2 separate regions of the Gasterosteus aculeatus genome follow, and region 1 is linked to region 2. A link is a contact called in public Hi-C data. All regions are on one chromosome and are shown on one strand. The core of a region is the stretch at or near the end of the contact, and the rest is flanking DNA. Distances in the headings are between cores, read along the strand shown. Region 1 holds the start of kirrel1a (kirre like nephrin family adhesion molecule 1a). Region 2 overlaps dock11 (dedicator of cytokinesis 11).

What was found. Hi-C and Micro-C count contacts between places; a contact is called where the count stands out from the background.
Region 1: a contact with region 2 is called in a Hi-C map of whole body, with 4 times the contacts expected there. The contact joins the promoter of kirrel1a here to the enhancer-like site in region 2. A contact is called at or near these places in 3 of 6 Hi-C or Micro-C datasets (skeletal muscle and whole body).

Annotation. Positions count from the first base shown.
Region 1 is chr7:10,561,893-10,565,148 of fGasAcu3.hap1.1, reverse strand. It overlaps kirrel1a (kirre like nephrin family adhesion molecule 1a), which reads right to left and starts at 1,404. Exons shown (of 14, transcript XM_078105705.1): 1 at 1,085-1,404. The coding sequence starts at 1,130.
Region 2 is chr7:10,520,322-10,523,571 of fGasAcu3.hap1.1, reverse strand. dock11 (dedicator of cytokinesis 11) reads right to left here. Exons shown (of 55, transcript XM_078105696.1): 24 at 2,384-2,505; 25 at 2,213-2,282; 26 at 1,992-2,117; 27 at 1,645-1,716; 28 at 1,167-1,313; 29 at 886-969; 30 at 302-413. Among protein-coding and RNA genes, the nearest start is that of dock11, 23 kb to the right of the region's middle. Within about 2 kb of position 1,436, at least 3 of the 9 cell types and tissues checked have open chromatin away from gene starts, as enhancers often do.

The DNA.
Region 1 (3,256 bases), core at 155-2,654, 42 kb before region 2:
GGATCGATGAAGAGGAGCCTGCTCTTCACTGTATGAAGAGTGCGCTGTGCCTGTGTGAACCTCGACAACGCGCTACGGGGGGGATGCTGAGCACAGCAAGCCTGGCGGAGCGATACAAAGCCTGGCAGACACGGTGACATCATCCCCTTCCATACCTTCCCTCTCCCGAACACGCCTCCCCCCCCCACCCACCACCTATGATGGAGTGGTGGACTGGACGCGTGCACGCTCCTGGTCAGCCAAGGTAGACAACGGTGGGAGGCGGGGGGGGGGGTCTGTGGAGGCGTGTCCAAGAAGATGGACAGATAGGCCTCCATTCAAACAGGTAGCTTTTAGAAATGATAGCCATCACCCCCCCCCCCCACAGCCTCCCGTCTCCCAGCAACTCAGCTCATGATACACCAAGCCTTCCTGGCACCCTGCAGGTATGGAAGGGGTGGGGGGGGGGTGCATGGGTGCCGCTGTTCATTGTGCCCAGATCGGCTTTGTGTCAAGCAGGTAGGACACAAGTGGGTGGTGTTTTTGTCTTAGGGGCGGGGGGGGGGGGCAACCATACAAGCTGTCTTTCAGTCCAGGGGCTTGAGGAAGTGGTCTCAATGCCAGACAAGCCACTGAGCCCCGTTAGCAGGGTGGAGGTGCTGCTGGCATGTAGAGCAGCGCTGCTCCATCACTGTCATTCCCGTCACGTCCTGTGTCGCGTGGGGGGGGGGGGGGGGGTCTGTCATACGCAAAAGGTCATATATATCTATACCTATATAGATATATATTATATTGATAATAATATAATATTTTGTGTAAGTGTGGCGATCCATTGCTGCGGTAGGGACACGTTATCGCACGCGCGGGCGCGCTCGCGCGAAGCGGCACGCGCGCACACACGCACGCAGGCCCGAGGTGATCCATTGCTGCGGCTCATATGGGAACGCTGTGAAATCACGTTACACGCTCCTCTCTTCGCGTCGCCCCGGCAGAAAAGGGGCGCAGGGCTCTCTCTGAGTTAAAGCCCTCTGTGGTTTCACACATTTCATTCAGACATTATTCCGTGAGTTATGCGCTAAGAAAAAAGGGAGAAATGCAGCCTTACCAGTTTGAAAACTCAACAGCAAACTCAGGAGCAGCAGCCTCTGCATGGTTCAGCCGACCGATAAGTCCGTTATTGGCTCAGACCTCCGTGAGCACAGCATCAAAAAGCGGGAGTTTGCTGACTTTGATAACAACTATGCTCTGAAAGAACCGTCCCCCCGCGTCGTCCTCGCGCCTCGGTCCTCGGGCTCGACTTGGACGCGCTCCGCTTTTACAGCATTTCTCTGCCTTTTTTTTGTCCGCCTCTCTCTCCTCTTCTTCGCTCTTCAGCGTCAGTCAGTGTTCCGCTCTGTGCTGAGGCGGAAAGCTAGCGCGAGACACCGGAAACCGTCGGTTGCTTTTTCAAAATAAAGTTCACCTTGCAAGATGTACAGTATGCAAGAGAATTTAAAGAAAATGTAAATATATACATGTATATAACTATTAGTACAATTGCTAATCACAATTAAACCGTGATACATGCATAATCCTGTACAACCCTCAACGAAACATTTGCCACTTTCAAATACAATGTTTTCTTCCAAAGTATAATGATGGGTGTAGGTATGGACGGGGCCTTCTGCAACCCCAAAACCCTCCAGGACACATTAATGGATTACTATCTGGTCACTAATTTGATTTTAAAAGCATGGTGGGAGACATTGCTAAACAATGTTGATAAATGAATGACTATCCTGGGAAAATATATATCCCCCAATCATAATGCTCTAATTTACAACCTATACATGTAAGGATTGGGTGGGCAAACTATTGCCCACTGACAAACGAAACAGTACAGATGTCTTCTTTTACACAATAAGATTTTTTACATTACCTGAAAAAACACAATATAATAGAAATTCACTCAATGCAGCAACGCTTTACTTCCGGTATTGTCCTTGCTGTAATCTGTTTGATTTGACGTCATATTTCATTAACAGGCATTCCTCTCTCTCTCTCTCTCTCTCTCTCTCTCTCTCTCTCTCTCTCTCTCTCTCTCGCACGTCAGCAGCACTGCCCCGTTTTTCCTCTCCCCCCTGGATCTTTCACAGACCAACTCCGGCAAAAAATACATTATGAAAAAAATGACAAATAAACCCACTTAGAAGGGCGTAATCATTTTGACACATTTGCTGTGGTCGAGTTTGCATGATTTCTGTTGCTCATCGTGTTTCATCAGGCGATGAAGTCATTGGAGACATCGTAACCTCCACATCTGAACCACCAAATCCTTTAAAAAGATTCTTTTAAGAATGATGCAGAGGTCACATTTAAAATCTTCATAGAGATATCATGAATCAGAGGTCAGTTATTACTGAACATAACTGAGCATATTAACATAATGTGTCGTAATGTCACACTGAGCTCTGAGGTCAAATTAATATTAAAAGTAGACTTTCTTTTGGACGCAGTGGCAGGAGGGCGAAGTAATTTGACACCATACCTTCCGGGAACAGTGACTCTTTAGAGGGGAAAGGCGGTGATGTCACTGTAAAGCAGATTCCCAAATACATGATGAATAAAAAAGGCCATGTCCTCATTCCCGTCATGTAATGTAGGCTACAGATTTTGGTGATGGTTCTCCATGAGACCGACGTCGTCGCAGGTCTGCGCAGTGATCCGGCAAAGGGACTCACGCTGGTACTGGAGCGCCCCCTTGCGTCATAGACCAATACAACCCGTGCGCGTACCTCGAGGACAACTGGAACAATGTGCCAAAAACATCTGCGAACGCGCACACACCAGAGCCTTTTTTCCTTTTTGATATACGAATATTTGGGTTTATGTCCACCTCTTCCGCTTCATAAAAGCCTGCTAGAAGGACTGTAAGTACCGAAGACGACTAAAAAGAATTATTCATAAGTGAACGCGTTGGTTCACTCCGTTTAAGATGTAACAGCTATATTTTTGGCAGATGTCGAGTTCAAAAAGTAGAATTAGGACAATATTGAAAAAACTGCAATAATGTTCCACCTTAGTCCATAATACTTAAACGACAAAAAGTCTTTTGGACAGAGGTGCATTGTGTTCTGGGTCATCTAAAAATCAAGATGTTGGTGCGTCACTGTTGTGGTATCAAAGATGATTGTTTTCATCCGAGGTCGACTTTATATACCAGCACTTTAGGTACTACTTTAGGTAGCCTTGTTGCATGACTCGTGTGTGTGTGTAAACTCTGCCTGTTTGCAAACAT
Region 2 (3,250 bases), core at 187-2,686:
CGGGAGCTGAAACAGTAAACAATCCATGCAGCATTTCCACAGCGTAGTTGTTTGCGTATCACTTTTGCTTGTGTATTCGTATCAATTAGTCGGTGGGACGTGCCACCAATAAGAGACACGTGTATGCGTGAACCAATAAGTCAGGCGGGTTAACAGAGGGGACGCGTGTGGTTGGATGTGGGTCAGAAGCAGGCTGTTGGGCGGGTTGTGGGGTTCATGTGAGAGACGGTCAGTGGTTACACGTGTGATATGAAGCATAATGCGTTCAGATGGGAAGGACGTGACGTCGGGACTTTCTCACCTTGTACGCGCTGCATCTTGGTGCGCCCAAAAGCCATGGGCAGGTTCAGAGGGATGAAGTGTTCGTGGTTACACACGGCCATCAAGAAATCAAACTTCATTTCAGTCAGCACCTGCGTGCCAAAAGAAGACACAAATATTTGAGTGACTCCACACACGGTTAATGCAAATGTATGTTAACTGCCCCAGAGTGGCAATATAATTCTCCTCATTGTTCGAATAGAATACTCGGCGCCGCAGATATCGCTTTTCAAACAGAGTCCGCTAGGAACTACTTTGGTTGAATTTGTTAGTCAAATGAGACACGGCACATGTTAGTCAGTTATATGCACGCAATCTGATACGCATAAGTATCTTATCAGCAAAATAAGAAATACTTTAGTTTAGTTTAATTCTGTTTTTTCACTTGCTCAGAGTTTATAACAATAAATCCCATTAGAAATTCAAAAAGTGCTTGATAATAATTTATCTTCTAAAACCCCAAATAAACCATCTCAGAACGTCTCCTAAATGCAGGTTAGAAATAGGCAAACCAGCGCCCGTTCTTGCAGCATGCCCTGATGTACATGTACACTGAGCATGTACCTTGGGATCTCTGAGACCAAAGTGACACATGTAGTGGTTGACCAGGCCGAAGGCAAAGCCCCGGTTCATGACGGTCAGGCACCTCTGAGGGAGAGAAAACGTGGTTAGCGCATTATCTACCGCTGAGGGAACAGACACGACAAACACATTTCTGTTCTGGAGGAGAGTTCGAAATAAAAACTGTAGTAGTGTCAGTCTCAGTCATGTAAGGAGGCCAAGACGCCATGAATGACTGTTCCCAGCAAACAGCCTTCAGTGGGTTAGAGCAGGTTGGGTCAGACCTTGATGAAATTGGCCAGGCTCAGGTTGATGCATCGAGCTTCCTCCAGGATTTCCATGTGGCGGATGGTGATGTGTGGCATGATGGACAACACCAGCGACTGGATCACCTGGTGGAAACTGTCGGGAAAGCGCTGGGCCCGGGGCATCTGATGACACATTCGGGGGAAAACATGTAAAGGCAGAACGCTTGCTTTGACGGAATCAAAAGGTCAACGTGACAAACAGGCAGGGACGTCACACACTCCCACAGGTTTGCAGGGCGTGGATAATTAGGAGGAACACATTTCTTTCCAGTTCTACCTGTTCTAACCGCTTCAGGCCTCGCACTTGTTGAACGGTGTTGACATGATCCATAACATAACTTGATATGTGTTCGCTTTAGAGGTTGTGCTAAACATGAACATTTGCACTTTGGGGTAGTGTCTCATGCTGCTCACCTTAAATGACTGAAGGAAGAAGAAATCACTCATTACCAACCTTGATGCGGTTGCCTTCTTGCAGGTACTGGGCCATGGATTTGACCATGGTTTCAAAGAAGAACCAGGAGTACTACAGAAAGGGATAAAATGAATGGGGTTATAGTAGTATGGGTATTTCCAAACATGCTGATAAGCTCCACAATGGTGTAGCCGGGGTATATGACTAAAGAAATACCAAATATATGCCATCACGGAACAAGACAGAAGCAGCTACATGCTTCTGGGTTTCGTCTCTGGTCACAAAGACTGAAGTTTCTGTTTAGAGCGACACGGTGAAGCTGTGCCTCCTGCTTTTCAATAACGGTACTACAGCTGACCCGCGCAGCAAGTATAGAGCGCACACACCTTCAGCAGCTTGTTGCTTGTGTTGAAATCTGCCGTTTGCTTGAGGGTGGCTGTTACAGCGGTGGCCAGCATCTCGTGGGTGGTTGCAGAGCTTCCCGATGAAGGGTTGTTGGTCACAAACACATACTAGGAGGGGAACAAACGACACATAATAAATAAAAACCTGAAACCTCCAGAATTGATATATTACCCCTGTGGCAGCGTTTGTGTTGGTGGGTTACCTTCACAAAAGAGCGCAGGTAGTGTTCCAGGCCCTCCTCGTGACATCTGGAGACTATATGTATGATCACACTGAAGGCACAGAAGCAGGGCACAGTTACAGAGTGAGCGTCTGTCTTCAGCATCTGTTGGTACAAACTGCATTCACGTTTCACCGAAGTGGTAAAACTGACCGCAGCGAGTTGACAGCAATCTCATGGGTTTCTTTGGTCGCTGCTGTGAGCACCCCAAACAGCTGCATCAGCACCGTAGGAAGGAAGTTGATGATTACATGAGTCTCCATGGCATGCAGGCACTGTGGGAAGGGAGAAAGAGAAATCCAGGAGTAATAACTTCAACTTGGATTTTAATGTGCAACGATTTTACAAGGCTTGCAGAGGCTACGGATTACGAGAGTTTGGGTCTTTAAGAAGGTTTTCCTAAAAAAGGGTAAAACTCTGGTCACCTCAAGCTGTAGAACAGACTTGACTTTTAGGCAAACCTCAAGAAAGAATAGACATAGTAAAAGCTTTTCATGTGAGAAAAAAAACTGTATGATTCAAACGTCGAATTCTCAAGAATTCTGACCACCACCCAAAAGTTGGGGGGGCATTTTCAGATTTCCCCAATATTAGACATCTGTTCAGCATCCAAGGCCCTAGAGGAAATATTATTAAGTTATTCAGACTCTACCTCGACTCGACTAACAAATTGTAGCACTTAGATTGTACTTGTAACGTCACTCATCTATAGCAAATTGTAAATTGGCTTATTTGAGGAAATTGCACTTTCTTGTTTCTTGTTCTCCTGAGTTTGTGCCCTATGGTTGAATGCACTTATTGTACGTCGCTTTGGATAAAAGCGACCGCTAAATGACATGTAATGTAATGTAATGTAATTCAACCCAGACTGTGAAATAAAGTCTGTGACTGAGTACAGATATTCACACAATTACCCAAATACGATGGCAGATACGTAGGAGTAACAGGTGAATAAAAACTAAACATTAGATATTTATCATCTTCTTTTATCTATCTATATATCTTGTTTAACTTTGTGTA